Regions from separate parts of the Mus musculus genome. Here all the other regions are linked to region 2. The links are chromatin contacts, called in public Hi-C maps. All regions are on one chromosome and are shown on one strand. Each heading gives the region's core, a stretch centred on a gene start, on an enhancer-like site or on the middle of the called end of the contact. The rest is flanking DNA. Distances are from core to core; before and after follow the strand shown. Region 1 has its middle 17 kb from the start of Gm35147. Region 2 has its middle 20 kb from the start of Chst15. Region 3 has its middle 75 kb from the start of Cpxm2.

Evidence for each region. A called contact is a pair of places that touch in the nucleus more often than the background predicts.
Region 1: a Hi-C map of the N1E-115 cell line shows a contact between it and region 2, with 1.9 times the contacts expected there. The contact joins two enhancer-like sites. A contact is called at or near these places in 5 of 484 Hi-C or Micro-C datasets (the C2C12 cell line, the N1E-115 cell line, embryonic fibroblasts and 2 more) and 1 of 9 other capture datasets (embryonic stem cells).
Region 3: a Hi-C map of the N1E-115 cell line shows a contact between it and region 2, with 7 times the contacts expected there. The contact joins two enhancer-like sites. A contact is called at or near these places in 1 of 15 datasets of contacts at CTCF or cohesin (large pre-B cells), 13 of 484 Hi-C or Micro-C datasets (the HPC-7 cell line, the N1E-115 cell line, the NIH/3T3 cell line and 7 more), 1 of 115 datasets of contacts at active chromatin or transcription factors (heart atrium) and 1 of 9 other capture datasets (embryonic stem cells).

The regions. Positions count from the first base shown.
Region 1 is chr7:132,446,820-132,450,916 of GRCm38.p6, forward strand. No RefSeq gene overlaps it. Among named protein-coding and RNA genes, the nearest start is that of Gm35147, 17 kb to the right of the region's middle. Within about 2 kb of position 1,867, at least 20 of the 459 cell types and tissues checked have an H3K27ac peak or open chromatin away from gene starts, as enhancers often do. A contact at or near this core is called in the N1E-115 cell line, where this site is marked.
Region 2 is chr7:132,335,050-132,339,212 of GRCm38.p6, forward strand. No RefSeq gene overlaps it. Among named protein-coding and RNA genes, the nearest start is that of Chst15, 20 kb to the left of the region's middle. Within about 2 kb of position 2,067, at least 32 of the 459 cell types and tissues checked have an H3K27ac peak or open chromatin away from gene starts, as enhancers often do. A contact at or near this core is called in the N1E-115 cell line, where this site is marked.
Region 3 is chr7:132,227,664-132,231,666 of GRCm38.p6, forward strand. No RefSeq gene overlaps it. Among named protein-coding and RNA genes, the nearest start is that of Cpxm2, 75 kb to the left of the region's middle. Within about 2 kb of position 1,433, at least 5 of the 459 cell types and tissues checked have an H3K27ac peak or open chromatin away from gene starts, as enhancers often do. A contact at or near this core is called in the N1E-115 cell line, where this site is marked.

The DNA.
Region 1 (4,097 bases), core at 617-3,116, 110 kb after region 2:
AGCAGGCAAAGTTATAAGGAAAGACACTTTGGTTAGTAAGATACAAAGCAGTGCTTCTTCTTCTGGGACAGCAGCGTGAATAACTACAAGGGCTGCCAGTAACAAAGCAAAGCTAGCAGAACTGTCCTGGAAAACAAACCAACACTGAAAATCTCTGGGAACTACCTGAGTGGCGCACATCCAGGAAAGAAGCCAAGAAAGCCCATGAAACTGGGCACAGTGACACAACTCCTGAGCTCGGGAGGCAGGAGCAGGAGGCTTACAGCAGCACAAGCAGACTAATTCCAGACCAGCCAAGGGCTACCTAGTGAGATCCTGTCTCACAGGACGAAGAGGAGGAGGGCAGCTGTATATGTGACTCCAGATGACGCAGAAGCCACCATCCTGAGTGATGACATTCATGCCCAAGGCTACACCCTCAAGAATAATATATATAGATATCAAATAAAACAAACAAACAAACAAAACAGTCTCTGGTATGTGCACAGCTTTGCACACACTAAAAATCCTGGAATTAATGTACCCTGGAATAAATATAGATGTGAGTCCAGAGGCTACATAATGAGATTCTGGCCAAGTATCTCAATGAGGCTGATGATAGAAATAATAACACTGAAATAAATGACCTACATATTTTTTGCAACATTATTTTAGAGACAATAAAAACAAAAACTAAGTAACCTGGACAACAGAAAACAGAGGACTCTTCAGCTCCTACGGATCCTGTATCTCTTTGAGAAGGTTCAGATTTCTAGAAAATGCTGGCTAAGGATTGCTCCGAAGCCTTCCTCTAAACACTTCGTCTGAATAGACTGCCCTTCCTTTCAGTTGGTGAATACTCCCAGGAGAGCATCCATCCTTAAGCGCCTTGCTGAGTCTATGCCCTGAGTCACTGCTGTCTGACATCACAGGATACTGTGGTGGCTCTGGTGTTTGTGGCACACTCGGAACTTGCTCAGCTCCCTGCATAGTGACAAGGCAGCACTCAGCTGGGAAGACACTGCAGCTCCCCAGATCCTTCTGACCGGCCATCACTCACCCCATTGTGAACAGAGGAACACTCAGACCTGCTAAGCAATGTCATTTACTACTCTCCTGCACACAGGAGACTTGACCTCTCTAGCCCTCAACCTCTCCCCGAAGTACACACACACTGGATCTGGAATCAACTAAGAGACACTCCAGAAAATAACTTCCTTGGTCAGATTGTTTTGAGTGGGGAGACCTAGCCTACATGTGATACCCAGAGGCTAGAGGGGATGGAAGAAGGAAGAATTTTGCCTGCTTTCATTTACTCTTGCTGACAAGTTCACCTACATTGCCGCTGCTACATTCCTTCACTGAAATTAGGACTCAACTTTGGGCTTCACCATGAACCAAAGGCCATTGGTTCTTTAGGGTCTTCTGGGACTTCAGTGCCAGAGCAGAGCTGCTAAGGAATCCAGCTAATGGATGGAGAAACTACCAGTGTTTCAGTCTCTCTGGTTGAGACAGCCATTGTTGGACTGCCCAGACATTGTCATGTAAGCTAATGTGTACATTAATTCTACTGGTTCCGCCCCTCTAGAGAATCCTCACTAACAAACATGAGTCTGCCCTACATGAGCATGCTTGACACCTTCCTTCTCAGCTGTCCTCTGATCGCCCCTTGCTCCACTACTGTTGTTCCAGACATGCAGACTTCCATGCTTGGGGGGAGCCTTGGCCAGGAGGAACCCCAGGATTTCCAAACTACTTACAAAATAAACTGAAGTTGAACACAAGGTGAATGACCCAGAAAGTAATGACATCTGCCAACCAGAGCGGACAAGGGCCACGAGGACCCTGCCTCTTTGATCTGCTCTCTGGGAAGCAGGACCCAGAAGCTGGGCCAGCAGACAGTGATGGATCCCAGATCTGCCTTGATGGAATGCAGATGGCCACTAGTGTTTATAGCCCAGCGGCCAGGAATCTTCTTTGAAAGCCAAACTCTGGACCATTTCTCTCTGTCTGCTTTAATTTCTAATACAAATATTTTGAGATAGAATCATTAATCCTATTTGTCTAGTTGGGGCTAGGGTTAATGGAATAATCCCATGTTCTGGCTAAGACAAGCAAATGGTCTCACTCATTCCTCCCTGTGCCATGCCTGGGTCTCCTGGGACCAGAATAATAGACCATTTAGCCAGCATTAGGTCTAGTGGTACTCACTACACTGAGTACTAATGGTACTCAGGGGCCTTTAGGAACCAACAAGAAGCCACCTCTACTACAGAGACAGGTGAATACAAGCAGGTGACAGGAGCAAGGTACACACTATTTAGAGAAGACCCCAGGTCCGTAGAGGGGTAATCCCCACAGCGTATCCCCTTTTCTTAGATTCCTTCCTCAGGCTGAAAGGATGGTTTCTTGGTACACTGCAGAACCCAACACCTACCCTTCTGCAAGGCTGGGGCAACAGGATTCCTCCAGGATCACAGAGAAGCTATTTCCTGAAGAGGAGGGCCTCCATAGGGCATGAGTTTCTCACTTCTGATGTCCTCTGGACCACATCACTCCCTCCTCTGACCTCTGGATGGGTTGAATCATATCCTACCAAAATAAGTTGATGTTTCAACTCCTGGAAGCTTCCTAGGTGTCTTCATGTAACAGGAATTACATGTCACTCTACAGCCTGGCCTCAGCCTTGTAGCCTCCTGAACTCCTGTTATATGAAGACACCTAGTGTGCGGTGCTCTATCCTAACTGTATTGGGAAGCTAATATGAGTCCTAAACTCTGAACCCATACAACCCATCCCTCCTCTATCACTACCCACAGGGCAGAGAGATGGCTGAGCCCATGAACCCAAGCTATAGGAGAAGGCTGGTTTCCAGGTAACCATGTAAAAGCACAAAGGTCTTAGCATAGCAAGGCTCAGGTTATGTAGGACAAGAGAAGGAGAAAGACAAGGCAGGATCCTAACTTGAGAAGGAGTGGGACAGGCTAGAAACGGGTGTTGTGGGAGATGCTGAGGTGTAACCAGCTGTGATACTGATAGACTGGGACCAGACCTCCATTGTGGCTTCTTTCAGCTTCCCAGGAAACCCTTGACACTCTACTAGCCCGAAGAAAGGAAAAGGTCCCAGACACACCTATTTCTAATATTAACATACAGAGAGCCTCCTGTTATACCCAAACTACAAATGATGCTTCCTGCCTAGCCTAGCACACACTAAGCTTGACAACACCTCCTCAGGCCACCACAGCCCTAAATTCCAGAGATTTCCAGCTGTTTCTACATCAGCAGGAAAAAAAAAAAAGCTATGTCTGAAAAGAAGAGGGAAGATTAAGAAAGTGTTTCAGCCCTAGGCATCTTTTTTTTTTTAAACCACTAACTGGGTAATGAATAATTTATAGGCAAGAATGTTTGTGGGGGATAAAATGTTGACAAGTCAAGAAAAGCTCTTAGCGGCCTAACGGAGCAATCCATCTCTAAGAACAGGTTTCAAATGCATGGTTTGTGGAGATCTAGCTGTGGTTGTTTTCTTTCTCTTTCCTCTTTTTTTTTTCTTTTTTATCTATATGGAAATTGGTAGGTGCTGAAATATGTTTCCTGAGTGATACTGCAAGTGAGAATTAAATCATCGCTTCATGTTACAAGAAATAAACACCCAGGCGGGAAAGAGCCTTGAGCCACTGTGCTGGAGAGAGAGGACTGAGCTCTGCACAGATTCACCAGAGCAGAAGGTATTTCATTCTCCATGGATGATGCTTCAGGAAGCTAAGGGGAGTCCGGGAGATTGCCCAGCTGAGGCCATCTTAGCCTCAAGGAATGATGTCTCCCCCAATACAGCCAGGAACAGAATGAGGGCTTGAAATTACAAGATCCAGCCTGAATGGAGCAGTTGCTGTGCTCCAGGCTTGAGCTGCTTTGGAAATTTATTTTTTAGTGCATTACTGTATTTTGAATGTTGTTTTATAGCAGTTTCTTCTGAGATTGAAAGATTCCACCCAGCAGGAAAGCTCCATAAGACAGTAAATGACTCAAAATAGCTTCAGGAAGTCCCTGAAACTGACCAGATTCCTTAGGCCCCTCCCTCTCCTAGAGTAAATAGTAAAGACTGCTGAGAGTCTTTC
Region 2 (4,163 bases), core at 817-3,316:
ATACAGATTGAAAATATTTGAAAAGTACTGCATTTGTATTGAAACATGTGCAGACATTTCTTCTTGTCATCGTTCCCTAAACAATACAACATAAGTATTCACGTAACACTTACAGTATACTGGGCACTATAAGTAATGATTTGAATGATTTCAGATGTAGGGAAGGATATACATAGGTCATATGCTAGTAGTATAATGGAGCTGATGTAGAATGGGGTCTTAGAGACAATTCCTGGTGGATATCAAAGTATATTATAAAGTATGTCATGCTAAGACCAAGTCAATGAGGGGGACAATTAATCAGAGAATAGTAAATTGAAACAATGAGACCACAAAGATTGACAGGAGCGCACAGACAGAGTCCTCAAGAAGTGTAGCTCTGACAGGAAGCAGATGAGCAGAGTGTGGACGGAGCGGAAATGGAATCATAAGATGAGTTTTGGCCTATGAGGGGAAAGTACAGCCTGTTTGAATAGCTTTGGGTATCTGTTAACCCACAAAGGAAGAAAGCTTCAGTTCAGAGGAAGTCAAAAACTGCTAGAAGAAGATCTAGAAGTCAGTGAGAGAAGGTGGGATCTGGCATCACAGATTAGGTCTCATCGAGCTGCAGGGACCTGTCCACAGTGAGAGGAGAGATTGTGGGGGGAGGGGCAATAAGGGAGGGTGTGGGGCAATCTTAGGTGGCTTTGTGTTTTCACTGAAGTGGGTACAAGGAAATGGGATGGAAGTATTTGTAAAGACCAGAGAATAGGAGTGTGACCGAATTGTGGGACCATAGTCCAAAGCTCAAGGAGAAGCCATACAGTGCAGGCCTCCTCACAGGCCCAATAGATTACTGAATGCAAGAAACCAATAGGTGGGGAGGGAGGTTCAGATACCAGCTACAGCTTTGATTGAGGTAAATCTGCACTCAAGCATCTCACTTAAGAATCCCCATCTGTTATGAGGCCATGATTCATTTTTTTATTTACAAAGCATACCTGGGGCAGGGGGGGGGGGGAGTCCACCCAACAAACCCATTTTACAGATAGGATAAAAAAAAGACTCAATAAGGAGGAAGGCTTTCTTAGTAGACATATCTACAGCATGGTGAAGGGACCACTCCTGCAATTTCAAGCTATCAGTCCAGGCTCCCATCTTAGTTTTCTGTTTTACTACAGATGGTTTATGAGCCACCTGCCACGGGTGCTGAGAACTGACTCAGACTCTAAGAGCAGAATGTACATGCTCTCTACCACTGTGCATTCTTCCCAGCCCCCACCCTTGTTCTAGACGTTCTCACTAAGAGTCTCATTCATCCTCCCCAACTTTCAAGTGGAGCTGATGAATTAGCAGGGTTCAGCAATCTGACCCTTATCCTGACTGATCTGGAGACTTTCCGGAGGATGGAGAGAGCTTGCTCCTCAGGGTGGGCATCATGACCCCTTCCTTCCCACTGTCCTCCTCGTTCCTCCTCGTGCCCGAACTGTCTCCATGTGCAGCTGGGATCAGGCTGCTATTATCCCTGGGTTCCTAACTTGAAAAGTGGAACATCCCTCAAGCAGGCTTTTTTCTTTCTTTCTTTTTTTCTTTCTCTCTCTTTCCAGTGGGAACCCAGCTTGCATTTATAATTTGATCACCATTAGCACACCACTTTCAGAGCACTTTGGGGATTTTAAAGTGACTGCTCTAATTGCCCCCGGATCAGCCCCCTGAATACTTTTTTAAATGCTAATAGTCATATGTTCCACCGAGAATTTGAAAAAGAAAATGAAATCGTACTTTTATAAAAATTACTCACTGCTACCCTAAAAACACATTCCATTTGAGATTTCCTTTCAGTTCTGAAGACAAGGCTGAGAGGGCGTGGGAGTAGGCTGAGCCAGACCTGCTGCAGGAGAACACCACAGAGGCACGGTTTCCTAGGTGGCATGGGCTCCTGAGCAGCCCATTCAGGCTCCCCTTCAGATAACAGACTTGGCTCTGATCCACCCTTGATAAAATCAGCCCTTCAGTAAAGCTGCTTCAGGGGGCCTCTGTGGCTGGGGATACAGAAGGCAGATCTATTTTCCTCCATATCCCTCCCAGTCACTTTCATAAACAGCCCCAAGACACCACCAGCCCAGGAGGCTAAGGCTCCTTCCCACCTCAGCGCTTGGCTGGCAGAGACTGAAGCTGAGAGGAAGCCAGAAGCTGCCACTGTGCCCCAGTCCCTTCTGGGGCCAAGGCCATGTATTTGATAATTCAGCCCCTCCTTGGATGACTTAGTGGGAAGCTGAGCTGAGGAGGCTCTCAGTTTGGAGACAAGTCCATCTCTAAGCCAACATTCTGAAGCTCCCGGGCCAGATCCACTTTAATGAAGGGTGCGCGGACTAGACGGAGAACCGGCGTGAGGTGGCTCTTGCAGGGACCACTCCCACCCTGTCTCAGTAGCCCAGCTGTGACCCAAGCTGGGATTCCATCTCTCTGTATCCTTTTAATTTTCCATCAGCCACCACCCGACAATGGCCTGCCAGCAGGCACCCTGAGGGGTGACACAGAGCAGCTGGACTGTATTATTAAGATCAGAAGTTGGAAAATGATAACTCTCCCCTGGCCATTTTGTAAAAGAAGTAATTATGCAAGGAAACAGACTGTGAGAGCCAGCAGCACCTCACCCACCAGCTTTGCTTGATGAAGGGAGGCAAGGGAAGGGGGGGGGTAGGCAAGAGCTGGACAAGCCACTCTCCAGACCTAGAAGGAAGGTCCCTAGGCTGAGCTGATTTTGCACGCAAATGCTGGACCATCGCCTCTCCAGACTCGGAGGGCGGCCCCCAGGCAGGGCTGATTTTGCAGTTTAGTTCAGCCAGCTGACCCTGGGCAGGGATCACTTATTGGAAGCCCCTTTCTAGAATCCGGAGCAGGTGTTCTTCTTCCTCACTAAAAAGTGCCTCCCTGCCCAGCCCCAGAGGAGACTTGTCTTGGTCCTGGCTTCTCCCTGTACTCAGCTACAGTGCAGTGGGAACTAAGGATTTTGTTGTTTTTCTGTGCATCCAGGTATGGTGAGGTGGAGTTTTTTGTTTTGTTTTGTTTTGTTTTGTTCCCAAAGTCAGCCTGGTTTGGTGACGCAGTCACTGCAGAAGAGAGTTCAAACTTTTACCTTTTCTCCCAAGTTGTAGCATTAATCCTATTAGACCCTATCTCTTTCATAGCCAGCACCAGGGTAGAGTGGAGCCCAGGTCTGAGATGACACAGAGGGAGGGGCTACCTACATGCCATAGTCCCCATGCCCATAGCCAGCTCCAACAAAAATGAGGAATACCTGCTCCCCACCAAATGCTACAGACGTCTCTTTCTACTCCTTCATTGCTCTCCCTCATAGGTACAATGATGAATATTCAGCGATTATGGGCCGAAGCTGTGGCAAAGGGCCTGGAAGAGAGGCGTAGGCTTGCTCCCTCCTGGAACCACCAGAGAATCAGTACAGAAAGCTGCCCTCTCGTCCTTGATGAACACTGGCCATCCTGTGGCCATTTCCTCCCCATAAACACCCAGCTTCAAACACGTTTTGCTGGAACAATAAGAGGAAATGAGAGGGAACTGGGAACTCAGCCTGAATCCTGCTGAATGGCTCAGAAGCCTATGTTGTTTAGGATGCTGGTGGTGTGAAGCAGAGAGAAGGCAGAGAGTCAGCTTGACAATGAAGGACAGCAGGAAATGATCCTCTCTCTCTCTCTCTCTCTCTCTCTCTCTCTCGCTCTCTCACTCTCTCACTCTGTGTGTGTGTGTGTCTTTTTGTGACTTTCATGAGTTTTCCAGCAAACTTAGTCAATGTCTTTGGCTTTGCAGATGCAGTGTCTTATCACAACTCTGCATATCAATGAGCCGACATACCAAGGAGTAGACATGGCTTCATTCTGAGGAATGAGCTGCAGGTAGCACTCAGATTTTGCTTGTTTGCAGCACCTCTGAAGGTCTGGTGTCACATGATATGATTCTTCCTTCTGTAGCTGATTGGACAAGAGTGACAGACTCCAAGGCCAGCAGTCTTTTGGCTCCCACCATTTAGATTCTTTCTCTAGAGAACTAGAAATTCAAAGTAAGCCCATGGAGACAACTTGTCTGCTCCCCCACCCCCGCTCCCCCGTGACCCCTTGGCTTTCAGTGCCAGGGGCATGGTGACATCTCACAGATGCCAGTTGAAG
Region 3 (4,003 bases), core at 183-2,682, 110 kb before region 2:
GAGGAAGGCAGTAAGACCACTGTGACACTTCCATGAGGACAGAACCAGGTTAAAGCCAAGAGGGATCCCATGGGTTGTTCCTTGGGCTTTTGTGGGTGAATGGCATTAAAGCTGCTACCCCAACTGATCTTGGCCCTCACTACCTGCCTGGGGCTCTACCTTTAGAACTACGTGGCCGCCCAGCCCAGCCTTGGTCCGCTGGCTCGCTGGCTCCACCTGCCTCTTTAGGAATCTTTTCACAGACTCTGATTTGAGAATCTGCAGTTAGGACCGTCTCTAGGCCAACAGACCTAAGCGCAAGGCCCCCCGCTCTGCCTCTCCTAGGCTCAGGACCTCAGCTTGATGACCCTCAAACTGGAACCAGAGCACAGACAGGACCTGCCCCAAAGGTTGAGGGGGAGTCCAGTGAGAAACTCACAGGTACCCTCTCAAGGGACCTGGTGCCTACCATGTGACAGTCAGTGGTAGCATGACTGTTCTCGCCCTGTCACCACAGATGCTCCACATCTGGACTTTCCAGTGTCAGGCTTTTTACCATGTCAGGAAACATCCCACCACGATGCTCAGGACGTTTTGGCTCTCCTGGTTTTAGGCCATTCTGCAAGATGCTCCAGTTGATTTTATAGCCTCCACAATTCAATTATATCTGTTCCCAAGCCTCTTTATGCCAGTTGTTTTGGACATTATAAAAATGCTATTTAATGCTGGGCAGTGGTGGCACATGCCTTTAATCCCAGCACTTAGGAGGCAGAGGCAGGCAGATTTCCAAGTTCGAGGCCAGCCTGCTCTGCAGAGTGAGTTCCAGACTCACTCAGAGAAACTCTGTCTCGAAAAACAAAACAAAACAAAAATGCTATTTAATTAAATATTAGATAAATCAGCAGTTTTCCAAACTGGCTAGTCGCAGGAGCCTTTACAGTCTTAATTACAGTCTAACATTACTTAAGAGCACAGAATCAGCAGCAGATCTTTATGTGTCACCCTTTCTGTCTCTCTTTCTCTGTCTGCCCCCCCCCACACACACACATGAAAATAGGAAAAGAAAAAGAAAAGTGGGGAGTGATTGAGAAAGAAGCAGAAGTCAACCTTTGGGCCTCCACAGGCGTGTACATATGTGCACACATGACAGGCATGTACATATGTGAACACATGACAGGCATGTACATATGTGCACACATGACAGGCGAGTACATATGTGCACACATGACAGGCGAGTACATATGTGCACACATGACAGGCATGTACATATGTGCACACATGACAGGCGAGTACATATGTGCACACATGACAGGCATGTACATATGTGCACACATGACAGGCGAGTACATATGTGCACACAAGCCTAACTCATTTGGGCACAAAATATACAAGTGCAGAGTTGAACTGCTTGCTGGAGACAAGGCCTACAGCTTCAGAAAGACACCCACACGTGAGAGGAAGCATCACCATCACCACGAATAACAAGTGTGCCTGCTCCCAGTGGCTTTTCAAACACTCCCTAGTTCCCACGCCCCGTGAGAAAAAAGAAAGAAAGAAAAGAACACCCCACACCCATACCCCCACACTCCACACACACCCCTACACTCCACATGGACTGACCTCCAGGTCCCCTGTATGGAGTCACACAAAGGAGGTCAGTCCATGTGTTCTTGAGTCCAGCCATTCTTGGAGACCCTGAGCCCTTCTACCTCCTGCCAGGTCCCTTCCCTAGCTGTTCTCCCTGCCCTCCCCACCCTCTGCTTCCAGATCTTATCAGTCTCCAGGGCTCTGCTTAGCATCTCCTCCCAGGACTGACTGGTAGCTCTGGCCATCTACAGCCCCTGCCAGTGGTCTGAGCTCTCCAAAGATCTCTCTGACGGTTTCTAAGGCCATCCCTGACCCCAGGGGAATCCCAAGGCCATGCCTCTTTGGTTTATAGCTTGAGGGCACCATTTTGCATTTCTTTGCTCTAAGGTTTGCTGAGTCTAGGCTCCGAGGACATGCCTATGGACAGAAAGACCTTCTGCCTAAAGTAGTTGATGGTTCTGCTGAGTGGAAGGACCATAAACCAAGCAGGATACAGATGACAGATTTCAGGCTACGCTTATGTGATAAGTGCCCTTAACATAACCAAGTGATCAAGGCTGGGAAATAGACATACATAAACACAAACACACATGCACACACACACACAAACACACATGCATGCACACACATAAAACACACATAAACACAAACACACATGCACACACACACTAACACATAAATACAAACATACACACAAACACACATGCACACACTCACACACAAATACATATGCACACACACATACTTACACATAAATATACATGCATACACACACACACACTCACACACTTATGCATGCCAACCACCAGGTCTCAGGCCCAGAAGGCTGGTGAGGCAAGGAGGCCCGGAGCGCAGAGGGCAGCAGCTGGAGCTGAAATGAAGGTGAGGTGGAGAAGCTGAGGGTGAGGTGGAGAAGCTGAAGTCTGTCTGAAGGAGCAACTGGGTAAAGAGATGAGAAGGCCTTCCCACTCCATCCTGCGTGAGCTGAGGATGCCAGGACTCCAAAGAGAAGGGCAGCATCTGGCGTAGGGCAGGGGTGGACAGTAATGGGTCCAGGAGAGCCATGCAGGGCTGTGAAGCTGTAGTGAGAAAGCATGTCGAATGTTTTCTATCCCTCACTCGGGTTTGGTGAGGCGAGTTCAGAGGTCCCTTAGAAAGAGTTTGTCACTCACAGCTCCACCATGGAAATGGGCCACCCTACGCCATGACACCCAGGGTTTCCAGGAGAGAGAGGAGGGGGGTGTAAGAACCTTGACTGTTCTCAGGTAAGTAGGTGTCAAGTAAGTGTGTCATTGAGTAGTTTTAAATGGGGTGACGGGGTACAGGGCCTGCTTTAGTTGTCTGGTACCTACCAGCCCTAGAGGATGAGGGAGGTAGAGAGACCCCTTAAAGATCCATAAATGAGGGATTTCCTGGGCTTTGCCCTGATGTTCTTGCATATAAATGGCTCTCAGCCCAGCCCAGGAGCAAACTGAGAGAAAAGGATTGCTCTCCAGTGCTGGGGTTCAGAACACAGGAACACAGCGTGCTTGCTTGATAGGGCTTCCCTCTGGGGCTGGGTGACCTGTAGCCTAACAAAGCTGGACAGCCTCTCAGATAGATGGCAGGTGCCTTTTACAGACGCCATTTTTAGCTCAGGCTCTTAGCCCCACAGGCCTCTCAAACAGCTTCCTTCTTAAATGCTAACTCCCTGCTCATCATCCACCAGCCACAATGGTGACTGTGCCTCCTCTTCCTCCTGACAGTGAGCCCCAGTACACCAGGCTGCAGCCCTCCTGCCCCAACAGCCTTTCCACGGCTCCTAGGGCCTTCCCCGTGCTGATTAAATGTTATTATTCTTTGGGATCTTGGGTATTTGCTGTCCAATGGGATTTTAGAGCAAGACGGTGCCAGATGCCTGCTGAGGGTGGACAGGGCATGTGTAGTTGGCTCTCATGGAGGACAGGTTGGAGATTCAGCAGGAGCCCAGTGCCAGTGCAGACTCAGCAGGGCATACTGGGGCATCATCTTTACCCTACCTGGGGAAAACCAGATCACTGTTTCCAGCCATGCCATCAGGCTTGGTCTAGGGACTGAGCACACAGGGAGGTGACAAAGTACAGAGGGCAAGGAGGATGAGGAAGCCTCAGATGGAAGGTCTCTGTCTCCATCAGATCTCTTCATGGCTGCCAGAGTTCTGTGATACTTTAGATAAAGGACCAAGCTTTGTCCTCGGCAGCACCAGGCTCCATGCGGCTGAGGCTTGTTCTGCTCTCTCTCAAACCACACACACACACACACACACACACACACACACACACACACACACACACAGATGAACCACCTATGCTTCCTGACAATAGAAAGTACAGATGAATATGCACACGAACTACAGGCCAGCCTCGCCCCATTGCCTGGCCCAGTGCCTTGTGCAAAGTAGATGTTCAGAAAATATTTA